Regions from separate parts of the Sus scrofa genome. Here region 2 is linked to region 1. Evidence: chromatin contacts called from public HiChIP or PLAC-seq data. All regions are on one chromosome and are shown on one strand. The core of a region is the stretch at or near the end of the contact, and the rest is flanking DNA. Distances in the headings are between cores, read along the strand shown.

Region 1 (6,484 bases), core at 2,769-5,268:
TTTTGCCACAAATCCCAAAGTACAGGTTTCCAGTTGTGACAACAGCTGGGGCTGAGCCCACTGACAAGTTACCATGACAACTCTGAGCCCGAGGGGGACACTCGTTCCCGGGTGTGAAACAGTATAAAGGCTAGAAGACATGGATGAGCAAGGAATGTGGTTGTTAAACTTTGAATGTGGCTTTTTCCAGGTGCTTTTTGAACTCAAGTTAGGATGGCAGGTCCACCAATGACATGCCTGTGGCTACACAAAGCCAAGTTTACTTAGCTTGATGCATCCAAGAAACCCACACACTAGACAGTCCTTTGGAGCCTCTTGGTCTTTGAGGGTCAAGATGGGCTTTTTGTAGGATAAAGAGCCCAGCTCAAAAATCAAGGTACAGTTAGGGCTGGTTGGTTGGGAGAAAAGGGACTTTGGTTGATGAGTTCTGGTTCAAAGAGGGATTTTATTTTTTTATCTGTGGGGAACATTCCCTTTGTGGCTGTGGCTTTACTAGATCCATGTGATTTAGAGGTTAAGTTTTTTTGGTTTTTTTGTTTTTTGTTTTTAGGGCCATACCCACAGTGTATGGAAGTTCCCAGGCTAGGGGTCAAATGCGAGCTGTAGCCACCAGCTGGATCTGAGCCTTGTCTGCAACCTACCAAGCTCATGGCAATGCCAGATCCTTAACCCACTGAGTGAGACCTGGCATCAAACCTTACGGATACTAGTTGGGTTCATTACCTCTGGGTCAAATGCGAGCTGTAGCCACCAGCTGGATCTGAGCCTTGTCTGCAACCTACCAAGCTCATGGCAATGCCAGATCCTTAACCCACTGAGTGAGACCTGGCATCAAACCTTACGGATACTAGTTGGGTTCATTACCTCTGACCCACAATAGGAACTCCTAGAAGTTAAGATCTTGAAGGCAGTCAACTGGTTTCTCTTCTGCCAACTTTTTCACATCCCCAGAGCCTGACACATAACAGATGCACTTTTGGGGGGGCTTGATAAGTGAACTCACACACACTCCCTCCTTTCTGTGCTTCTGGTTCTCCTCCTTGGCTTGTCCTAAGATGAGTGAGCAGATAAGGCAGTGGATTCATGGAACACATATTCATGAAGCACTTACTTAACGCCGAGCACTGGACCTGGAGGTGGGAGCACCATGATGGGCAAACCAGGCACAAGAATTCCTGTGGGAAGCAGGCATGGATCGAATCAACAAATAAATGTATGACTCCAAAACGGAGCAGCTTTGAGGGAGCAGCACTGGTGCTAAAGGGCCCTTTCCTTGGTCAGGAAGACTTCTTGGGGAAATAATGGGAGTGAAGAGTGGGAGTGAAGTAGGTGAAGAGATGGAGGGAGAATGTTCTGGGCAAGGGGTACAGCAAGTGCAGGGCAGAGACTCCTGGCACGAGCCTTGTCAGGACAAAGCCCGCTCCAGCAGAGAGGGCTCTGCAGGCCTTTTCATAGATTTTTATTTCTATCCTAAGAAAGATGGGGGTGGGGTGCATTTCAGAGCTGTCAAATGATCTTGCTGAAATCCTAGGAGAAGTGATAAACCTTGGCAGCTGCTCCTGGTGGTCCTGGGCCATGAGTGAAGTAACTGAGTCTATGTTTCAAAGGAGCCTGGCCTCATTGTGCAGAAAGGACCTGAGTAGAGCAAGAATTGGATTGGCAGCCTGCTTAGGCTCTGGCATTGGGACTGGATGGTGGTGCCGTGGAGGGCTGCTTCAGAGGTAAATGGGCAAGACGTGTTGAGGTGGGTAAGGATGAAGGAGGAAGAGAGGGAAGATGCCTGAGCTTCTAGCTTGTTTCACTAGATGGCTGATGGGCTTGGTCAGGACCTGGGTCACAAAAGAGGACCAGGCTTTGAGTGGGTCATGGGTAGGGTCTTGGACACATGGCATTTGAAGTAAATTTGGGGATTGAGTGGAGATGTCAGCAGGAGGCTGGATATCCAGTCTGGAGCTCAGAGAGAGGCCCAGCTCAGAGGCTGCAGAACATGTGATCACGGCTCAACCAACGACTCTTAAGTTGAATGTCTTGATTCCCAGGCCCTTCTGGACAAGATACCGTAGCATCTTTTTGGCCGCATAGGCCCGTGGATGGCGGTGTTTGTTTGGGGGGAATTTGGCTGCTCTCAGTGGGGTCCACTAGAACAAGCATAGCCTTGGAAGAAACAAAGGCAACCGCACAAGTGCTGAAGTCCATTGGTTTGAAGGTGGTGGCTTGGTGTAGGGAAGGTGTGGCCACATCCAAAAATCTAACCCAATCATATCCTTCCCTTTCTCACCACACCCCACATTCAATCACATCTCATCAACTGGCACCTCAATTACCTGGGGCTACCAAGCACCCAGAGTGTGTAAGAGACAGAGGTAAATGGGAAAACACGAGCTCACAGCAGAGACATCATCAGACCCTTGATGTGCCCAGAGGTTAGTGCATCTCTCTCTTTTTTTGTTGTTTTTGGTTTGGTCTTTTTAGGGCCACACCCATGGCATATGGAGGTTCCAAGGCTAGGGGTCAAATAGGAGCTGCAGCTGCCAGCCTACACCACAGCCACAGTAATGCGGGATCCGAGCCGTGTCTGCAACCTACACCATAGCTCATGGCAATGCCGGATCCTTAACCCACTGGGCAAGGCCAGGGATCAAATCGGCATCCTCATGAATACTAGTCAGATTTGTTTCTGCAGAGTCACGTTGAGAACTCCCAGTACATCTCTTCAAACTCAAAATTCAGAATGGTCTGGGAACTCAAAAGTTTTTTGGTTTAGTTTGGGGAAAACTCACTCATTTAACCTCAAAACCTGACTGAAGGGACGTGAAGCTGTTGACAGTGTTTATCTTACTTGATGTGAATAGTCCTACATTTTGCTGGAGAAATGTAGTGTGTTTGATTACAGAGTGTTTGTTGTTCCAGAGCCTGCAGCTGGTAGTGATGGTGGTGGTGTTACCATATACATAGACTGTGAATAATTCTGAATTCCAGACACATTCCTTCAGATTCTAGAAGGTGGTTAGTGGACCATTCTAGTATCAGTCTTTTACTACTCAGGGGAACATACAAAAGAATTTAAGCATGCTAAAAATGATGATCATGAAAGTGTGAAAAGCATGATCCCATGTTGGTAGAGCCAACGTTTGATTTTTGAGCACCCAGAACACTGCTAAACCGTGTTCTAGACACTGAGGGTGGAGCAGTGAACAAAACAAGGCCTGTGAGTTCTCAGAGCTGACAATGCTACATTTTAAAAATTCCAGGAGTTCCCCTGTGGTAGTGGAAACAATCTGAATAGTATCCATGAGGATGCAGGTTTGATCCCTGGCCTCACTCAGTGGATTAAGGATCTGCCGTTTCTGTGAGCTGTGGTGTAGCTCACAGATGTGGCTTGGATCTTGGCGTTGCTGTGGCTGTGGTGTAGGCCAGCAGCTGTAGCTCCGATTGGACCCCTAGCCTGGGAACCTCCATATGCTGCAGGTTGGGCCCTAAAAAGCAAATTAAATAAATAAATATGCTGTAAAGGATGCGCGCGTGCACACACACACAAATTTAAAGATATGAAGCCCTGGAAGGGCAGTCACTAAAATTCCAGAAGTGTTTATTTCTAGATACAGGCATTAAGAGTAATTTTTTTCTTTTTTCTCTCTGCATTTCCAAATTTTCCTGCAATGCTCAGGACTTATTTTTGAATTTGTTTCTTTTTTTTTCTAAGAATGGCATCGTTAACTGAACAGTAATTTCTACCAGCTCTCCTCCTGGCAGGTGCGGATGGAGTCTCTGTGCAGTTCCGAAACCCCACCAGCAGAGGGCGCTGCGGTCGCGGGGCTCAGGGCGGAGCCGCCGCTGCGCTTTTCTCCCCAGCAACACCGGCCGGCGCGCGGCTCCGGAGGCGCGGCCTCCCGGTTTCCCCTGCCGGGCCTCCCCCTCGCCCCGCCTTCCGCCCGCCTCCCGCCCAGCAGGGGCGGTGGCCGCCGTGCCGCGACCTCGCCCGCGCCTCGCCCCTTGGGCCCGGGCCGACTCGGGCCCGAAGGGCGGAGCCCTGGCTCCTCGCAGACCTACCCGCGTGGTGCAGGAGGGAGGAGGGAGCCCGGCGCCCGGCCTCGCCCGCCCGGGCCGCCTGCCCCCCGCCCGCCCCCGGCGCCGCCCTCCCTCTGCCCCCGCCCGCCCCCGGCGCCGCCCTCCCTCTGCCCCCGCCCTGCCGCAGGGTCGGCCGGGCAGCGGCTGACTCGTACTTTGGAGCCGGATGGGGAGACGTGACCGCCGAGACACGGGCTGCGCCGGGAACAGGCGCGGGGGCGGGAGGGGGAGGCCGAGTTTCTGGGCACCTGGCGGCCGGGCGGATGGGGAGGGCAGCCGCCGCCCCCTCCCCCCGCGCTGAGTTCCCAGGGGAGGGGAAGGGAAGTGGGCTCCTCCCCGCCACGGGGCCCCAGCCCTGGGCCTCGTGTGTGCGCGCGCCGGCTCTCCTTCCTCCGCTCCTCTGCCCCGCCGCGCCCGGGCAGAGTCTGGTTTAGAAGGGTGGCCACGTTACCATTCCTGTCCGCTGAAGGTGCTCAGGCCTCCCGGGACGGAGAAATTTATGCAGTAAGATGCAGCCGCAATTGAGTCCTGGCCTCTGTCCAAGCTCAGTTTTCTAATCTGTAAAATGGGAAAGAGAATACCTACCTCCCAGTAGGCCCGTAGGTTTTCACACCAGGAAGCTTGTGATGCTCCAAGGAGATGTGCCGGGGAGAATTCCAAAGGAGAGCAGAATTATCCCATTCCCAAATCCAAAAAAAGGGCCATCTTGGTATCTCTACTGCATTTCCTAAGCTGTTTAACAATCTCTTGCCCTCACTTTGGCCAGGAAAGACCACCAAACACTGATTACCCTTCATAGAGTTTCCTCTTCTGTAATGGGGATTAAAAGGGAGGAGAGTGCACAAGCATTTCAGGGGCCGTCTTACTCTTTGGGTTAAATGCCCCAACCCTAGGATTAAGTGTGGCTTTTCTGGAGCTCTGATTGTAAACAAAGCTTAAGATGAAATACCCTGGTCCTTTAGAGTCAAAAGGTGGGGAGGGGTCATCCTACTACATTTAAGATGCAGATTCCAAGCCCTTCTCTGCTACTTGCTACTGTGGCTACTTTACCAAGTATTGAATATCGCTCAGCCTCAGTTTTCTTAGCAGTCAAATGGGAACACAGCACTGCTTTGTGGTGATAGGGTCAGGTACCCAGGGCGAATCTCCGACTTTCGCAGACCCTCATGAGTCAGTGAGGCAGCATTGTGTTGTCATTTGTCAGGAAATTCTCCTTATAGCTCTAGATCCTCCCCAGGCTTCAGGCTGTATTTCTGCGGCTCAGTCCCGGGAGAGAACCACTGGTCAGCCCCTTGTTCATTGATGTCATCTTCCAAGCAGAGAGGCAACTGCCAAGCTCCTCAGCCTGCCTTTCCTCACCCCTGGCCTCAGATATGGTATCAGGGTCCTCCCCAGGGAAATGGGGGAGGACAAATGCTGAGAGAACTGAGGTCCAGACCTGGAGATTTCCCCTAAATTTGTGAAAGGAATTACTAGCAAATCAGGAAGAAGAAAATGCTATGGAAAACTACCCCTGTGCTGGGGGGATTTATCTCAAGGCCCTCACAAGAACCCGGGCAGGAATCATCACTGCCTTTTTGCCTGTAAGGAAGCAGAGGATCTGCTGCCCAGGTCCCCAGTCTGTCCTTAGCTGGGCCCTCCTCCACCCCAGAGGACTCGTGAGTGTCTCAGGAGAAGGTGCTACCTCCACCTTGGCCTCTTCCATGTGTGTGTTGGGAAATGGCCGCAACTGCTACTGACACCAGGTTCTCTTGCCAGTGAGTTTCCTGGTGGTTATCCCTGGCTTGAAAGGCCAAGTGGCTCTTGGGAAACACACAGAAGCCTCCCCCTCCCTTCCTGTTGGAAACTTTGGCCTCAGGCGTAGAGTGGATGCCTGGGAAACACATTTCAGCTCCAGCCTCAGAGAGTCCAACTGCTCCTGGAGCTCTGCCAAGGCCGCTCTCAGGGATTGTGGGAGTTGGGAAGTCTGAAGGCCAGGAGGCCCCGCTCCCATGTGGGCCTCATCTCTGGACACGCTTGCTGGTGACCATCTGCGTGAGTGGTTCTCATCCCTGGCTGCCCTTGGAAAGAAGGCCGATGCCTGGGCTCCACCGCAGACCAATGAAATCCCATTTCTGGGAGGGGGCCCATGCTCCAACACTTAGGTTTTCTGAAGCATCCCCGGCTAATTCCCATGTGCTGTCGCCGGGGATGAGAAACACGAAGGGAGATCAATACCAACAGACAGTCAAAGGACAGAATAGCCAAGTATTTAAAATCTGAGCAAAAGATTTAGATAGCAACGAATAGAAGCCACCCAGGGCAGGAAGACGCCCACAGCCCTGGCTGGGCAGGACTGTGGAATTCTTGGAAAGAATCTATCTATCCATCAGGGAACTGGCATGACTTGGTGCCTAGGAGCAGAGGGCAGAACCCT
Region 2 (6,484 bases), core at 2,409-4,908, 140 kb after region 1:
TCATTGCACTGAGGGCAGGCCAGGAAGTGGGTGATCCATAGTTGATGTAAAGGTAGTAAATTAGTAGAGTAATTCAGCATAGTTAGCAGTTAAGCAAAGGGGCTCTGGATTCCGCTACCAATTACTAGTTATATGACATTGGAAGATTACTTGAACCACTGTGAGGCTTAGTTTTCTCTTTGTAAAATAGGAGTAATGGCATTACCTACCTTACAGAGTTGCATGAAGATTAAATGAGATAATGCAAGCAAAGCACAGAGTAAGTCTTTAGTAAATTATTATTCCGGGGCCAAATGAATGGGGTATTGGTAAAGCATTTATTTCCAAAGATATTTCAAGCCCATTAACCCACTACTTATTGTTAAGGACTTGTATGAGGACACTAACTTTTTTTTTTTTCCATCTGTTTAGGGCTGCACCTGCAGCATATGGAGGTCCCCAGGCTCCATATGCTGCAGGGGCTAGGGGTAGAATTGGAGCTACAGCTGCTGGCCTATGCCGCAGCCACAGCAACGCAGCATCAGAGCTGCATCTGCAACCTACACTACAGCTCAGGGCAATGCCGGACCCTTAACCCACTGAGTGAGGCCAGGGATGGAACCTGTATTCTCATGAATGCTAGTCAGATTCATTTCTGCTGAGCCACGATGGGAACTCTATTAGGACACTAATTCTATGTCAGAAGAAACCTGACAAGCACATCTAAGGCTCAGGAAACCTTGGGTTTCCTTGGGTAGGAAATGCAAGGCCCTTTAAGGACATGCTTCAAATTAAATATTGGGATCCAAGGAGAGAAAAGAGATGTGAGAATTGTGCATATAAAGATAAATATGGATTATTTTGCAAAATAGAATTTAGTTTTTTGGACCATTAGTTAAAGAAGAACCAGTATCTCTTGGCTTGAGATAGAATCAGGGGGCGCGGGTGTGTGTGTGCAGAAACCTCCTATGTGCCATGAGAGAGAGAGAGAAAGAGACTCTTAATGCATCACAGCACTAACAGGAGTTACTGCAGTGACAATGCTGGCTCCTTAACTTGCTGTGCCACAAGGGAATGCCACCCTCAGCTTTTTTGACTTCTGTTTATTGAGCACTTTGCACCACATAAATGTCCAGAACCTAATTCACAATAAATATCACCTCTTGATTCATCATAAGAGTCTGTCTCTCTCTCTCTCACACACACACACACCCCTCACAAAGGCCCCCAGGGACATGTGTGAGCCAACCCTGTGCCACTTCCCTGGACCACTTCTGACCCCAGTGGAATGAAAGCAGAAGGGATGTGTACAGATTCTAGACCATGTCCTTCAAAGGAATGGGTAAAAGTTGCCCTTGCCTTTTTTCCCTTCTAGACCACTGGGAGGCAGTTATGATGGTAGGAGCTGAAGCAGCCACCTTAGACCTAGAGACAGAACCAATATATTGAGGATAAGAGAGCTACCTTACCAACTCTGGGCAGCTTTTTAAATTTTACCTGAGGAAAAAACAAATCCCTGTCTTGTTTAAACCATTATGCTTGTAGGTTTCTTTTCTTTCCTTCCTTCCTTCCTTCCTTCCTTCCTTCCTTCTTTCTTTCTTTCTTTCTTTCTTTCTTTCTTTCTTTCTTTCTTTCTTTCTTTCTTTCTGTGTGTGCTTTTTAGGGCCACACCTTCAGCATATGGAAGTTCCCAGGCTAGGGGTTGAATTGGAGATGCAGCTGCTAGCCACAGCCACAGTAACACAGGATCTGAGCCGCATCTGGACCTACACCACAGCTCATAGCAATGCCAGATCCTCAACCCACTGAGTGAGGCCAGGGATAGAACCCATTAAGGATGTTTAATTTCACTGGTCAAATCATGAGTTGGACTCCACATGTTTCATGCATATTATCATAACAATACTTTAAAAATATGAAAGCTAGAAATGATGTTGAGAACACAGTCATTCAACAGACATTTATCTAACCCTCTAGAGGGGTCAGGAAAGAGAGAAATCAAATATGGCTTCTGTTCTTAAAATGTTGGTGGCTTTTCCATGTAGTGTCTGGAAATGAAGCTCCATTTCTGTGTCGTTAAGACGTGCAATGGTTAGGAGGTCGCTTTTGGTGCAGAAGGTTAAAGATCCGGTGTTGTCACTGCAGTGGCTTGGGTTGCTACTGTGACACCAAGTTCAGCCCCCAGCCTTGGACCTTCCATATGCTGCGGCATGGCCAAAAAGCAATTTATGATGGTTGTATCAAAGAAGAGTATTTCTCTCTCTCCAAAAACAGGAAGTAAAATGAAGTCTTTCTTAATAGTAGTTTAATTCAATTTTACATAAACTGAATTCCTCTCATCATAAACAAATGGGGCCACACTCTGCTAAGAGCATACTCCACAGGAGGAATCGGGGTTGGGGGTGGGTAACTTTGGGAAGGGCTAAGCACACACAGCATTAGTCACAGTGAGGGCATCTTAAAATCTAAAGACAGTGGGGAGTTCCCATCATGGCGCAGTGGTTAATGAATCTGACTAGGAACCATGAGGTTGTGGGTTCAATCCCTGCCCTTGCTCAGTGGGTTAACAATCCAGCGTTGCCATGAGCTGTGGTGTAGGTTGCAGATGCGGCTCGGATCCCGAGTTGCTGTGGCTCTGGAGTAGGCTGGCGGCTACAGCTCCTATTAGACCCCTAGCCTAGGAACCTCCATATGCCGTGGGAGCGGCCCAAGAAATGGCAAAAAGGCAAAATAAATAAATAAAAATAAATTAAAAAAAAATCTGAAGACAGTGAGAGTGCAATAACAAAGTCTCACAGTCTGTGGGGCTTCAAAAGTTGAGTAACCGCCCCCCCACCCCAGGAAAAATGGTGGAAGTCCTATCATCTCATCAAGTCTCATTAATAAGTTCTAAAAATCTGAGTCTATTAACATCAGTTTGTCAAATTTCTGCAAACCTTTTCCCCATGGACTAGTGTTAAAAATATATGTATCTATGTGATGTTCCCGTTGTGGCTTAGCGATAATGAACCCAACTAGTATCCATGAGGTTGCACAAGATCCCTGGCCCTACTTTGTGGTTTAAGGATCCCACATTGCCGTGAGCTGTAGTGTAGGTCACAGACGCAGCTCGGATCCTACATTGTTGTGACTGTCACACAGGCTGGGAGCTGCAGCTCCAATTCAACCCCTAGCCTGGGAATTTCCATATGCCTCAAGTGCTGCCCTAAAGCAGTGTGTGTGTGTGTGTGTGTGTGTGTGTCAGAGAGAGAGAGGGAGAGAAACCAGCTAAAGAAGTGCTGAATTCCATGGTCTGAATTCTTCTTTTACTTAAAACAATCCTCTACACATACAGCTTGCTTTATTTAGGCCAGAATCAGTGTTTAATACCTGACTCTGACCACAAGTTCCAGTTAGGACAGAATTTAAACACCAGCTGTGATCCGCGTGAACAAATGAACTTGGAGTCACTGTTGCATCTAAAAGGGTGGAAACCACTTCTCTCTCTAGGAGCCCCTTAGAAAGGAGAGGAAAAGTGTGTTGGATCCCAGGTTGTCTCGCTACTGGTGTCTGTCTGGTGTCATGCAGGTGTCACCAGTGGCCCCAAGTAACTCTACCTGCCAGATGGTTGGACAGCCTACAGGGCCATCCTGGGTTTTTCTTCCTGGCTGCGAGCCTCCTAGCTCCCGCCCAGACTTGCATCTGGAGCTGTGGGTTGCTGTCTGAGCTGCCAGATTCCATCCACGAGCAGAGACTCCTCAAGACTAGTAACATCCAACTAGTCAGCAATGAGCTTCTGGGCAGTTCTTTCAAGAAACTAGCTGGATACCTGGGGACAGACTTACAAAAGTTTGACCCTTATAAACAGTTCAGTTTTCCAGAGTTTTCTGGCTTGCGTGTGGCTGAAAAGTTGGACTCTGCCAAGTTCTGAGTCCAACTTTGAAATGTTTATCCTCCACCACCTGCTCCAGAGCACGAGGTGAGTAAGTGGCCAAGGCTCCTGGGCCGGGTATGTGTGGGGCTGCTTGACACCGGCTCAGGGTCACATGATTGCTCACATGGCCACCAGCCAGGCTTCTGGACTTTCAGCTCCTGACAGCTTCCATTATGGCTCCTCCAGCAGTTTGCATTTTGGATGGTATTGGACAGCTGTGTTTTCTTGTGCCTGTTGCCACTAGAAAAGCGCTACCTATTTTGTGCCTTCTGTCTCCAGGTTCCCTGGGGCTAAAGTGTAGGGACAATGATAAAAAAAACTTGAAGTACAAATAATTTACCTGAACTCCAGTCAGAAAAAAACAAACTAACAAACAAACAAATAAAACCAATGCCTTCTAAATGCAAGGCATTCTTCTAGGAAGTGTGACGCGGGGCAGTGGGAGCAGGACACAGGCATAAAAGTGAAATACTTTTACAAATACCAAAAAAATAATATTTACAAATGCAAAAATACTTTACTAATACAAAAAAAAAGTGAAATGCTTTTATCTAATACTTTTACAAACACAAAGTAAAAACTGGGGTCCTTCTTTCCTGCAGTGCAGGAGGCAAGCTCTGAAATGCAGGCTCCCGGTGTCTCTCCTCCCCTGTGAAGTCTGCTCATCACCCCCAGCTCTGTCCCAAGTATTTAGGGTCAGCCACATTTGTGAATGAACCATATAAAATTGCTGTTTTGCCAGTCAAAAAGGTAGAATGTCAGCAGCTTCATTTGGTTCAACCTAATCATCAGTTCTCCCAAAGCATTTTACCTGTTCCTCTATTAGGACCCTGTTTTCAATCTTGTGAAGGATGATGAGGTAGCTCTCTATCTATCTTTTTGGGACCGCACCCAGGGCATATGGAAGTTCCTAGCCTAGAGGTCAAATCAAAACTGCAGCTGCCAGCCTATGCCACAGCCACAGCCACAGCAATGCCAGATCTAAGCACATCTGTGACCTACACCACAGCTCATGGCAATGCTGGATACTTAACCCACTGAGCAAGGTCAGGGATGGAACCCGCATCCTCATGGATACTAGTTGGATTTGTTTCTGTTGTGCCACAACAGGAACTCCCAAGGATTAGGTATTTACATGACTTTGTCCTCATCTTGAGAGCATCTCCAGCTGGTATCGCACCTAACACACAGTGGGGGAGCAAATGAATAGAAAAGCCAACATGGGAGTTCCCGTTGTGGCTCAGTGGTTAATGAATCTGACTGGGAACCATGAGGTTCGATCCTTGGCCTCACTCGGTGGGTTAAGGATCTGGTGTTGCCATGAGCTGTGGTGTAGGTTGCAGACACAGCTTGGATCCTGCGTTGCTGTGGCTGTGATGTAGGCCAGCAGCTACAGCTCCGATTAGACCCCTAGCCTGGGAACCTCCATATGTCACCAGAGCGGCCCTAGAAAAGGCAAAAAAGACAAAAAAAAAAAAAAGAAAAGTCAACATGGCTCAGTGGATTAAGAACCTGACATTGTGTCCATGAGGATTCGGGTTTGATCCCTAGCCTCGCTCAGTGGGTTAAGGATCTGGCCTGGCCGCAAGTTGAGGCGTGGGTGTCAGATAAGGTTCCGATCTGGCAGGTACAGGCTTAAAAAAAAAAAAGTCAACAAGTATATGTGTGTGTGTGCATGTGTGTGCATGTTTCCAAGCCATGTGCCAGTTTTGGAGGTGAAAGGCTTAACTCAACAAGGGCCCTGCCCAGGATGCACTCAGGTCTCAATGAGACAGAAAGAAAATTTCACTCCATCAGGCAGTATTTCTCACCATGGACACTTGGGATCAGGGAGTCCTTTGGCATGGGGGTGGCAGTGCCTGTTGTTGCACACACAGCATCCCTGGCCTCCACCCACCCCTACCAGCCATGACAACCAAATGTCTCTAAACCTGGCCAAATGTCCACTGAGGTACAAAAGCACCCCCTCATTGAGAACCCTGCCATCGATGAGCTAAGGCGGCAGGATGCCAGTGTGGCAGTTCAGAGAAACTTCCCGGAAAGGATGACACCTGGGGCAGGTCTTGAATGACAAGTAGGAACTAGCAAGGTGAAGCAAGGCAGAGGCCACTGCACAAGCCAAGACATGATGCCTCACCTGTACTTTACCTGACTAGGCGTGGGTGTGACACACACATAAGCAAAAGGCAGTGACTTAAAAAAAAAAAAAAAAAAAAAAAAAAAAAAAAGATCAGCCTATTTATTCTGTCTTAAAAAGTAGATCCTGAGAGTTCCCTGGTGGCTCAGCAGGTTAAGGATCCAGCTTCACGACTGCTGTGGCTTGGGTTGCTGCTGTGGTGCAGCTTTAATCCCTGGCCCTGGAACTTGGGCACAGACACACACACACACAAATTAGATCCCACTAAGTCTTGGTTCCTGATATAACTTTCTTTTTATAAATTCCTCTACTTTGAGCAATGCTTGGCCCAAACCTAAGAAGTTGACAGAGTTCCTGTTGTGGCACAGCAGAAATGAATCTGACTAGGGACCGTGAAGTTGCGGGTTCAATCCCTGGCCTCACTCAGTGGGTTAAGGATCCGGCGTTGCCCTGCG

The links. HiChIP or PLAC-seq counts read pairs in DNA pulled down with a chosen protein or histone mark.
Region 2: an H3K27ac HiChIP or PLAC-seq map of skeletal muscle shows a contact between it and region 1. The contact joins two enhancer-like sites. A contact is called at or near these places in 3 of 47 Hi-C or Micro-C datasets (all in liver) and 2 of 2 datasets of contacts at active chromatin or transcription factors (alveolar macrophages and skeletal muscle).

The regions. Positions count from the first base shown.
Region 1 is chr4:34,261,258-34,267,741 of Sscrofa11.1, forward strand. No RefSeq gene overlaps it. Among named protein-coding and RNA genes, the nearest start is that of AZIN1, 38 kb to the left of the region's middle. Within about 2 kb of position 4,019, at least 62 of the 83 cell types and tissues checked have an H3K27ac peak or open chromatin away from gene starts, as enhancers often do. A contact at or near this core is called in skeletal muscle, where this site is marked.
Region 2 is chr4:34,398,758-34,405,241 of Sscrofa11.1, forward strand. No RefSeq gene overlaps it. Among named protein-coding and RNA genes, the nearest start is that of KLF10, 28 kb to the right of the region's middle. Within about 2 kb of position 3,659, at least 10 of the 83 cell types and tissues checked have an H3K27ac peak or open chromatin away from gene starts, as enhancers often do. A contact at or near this core is called in skeletal muscle, where this site is marked.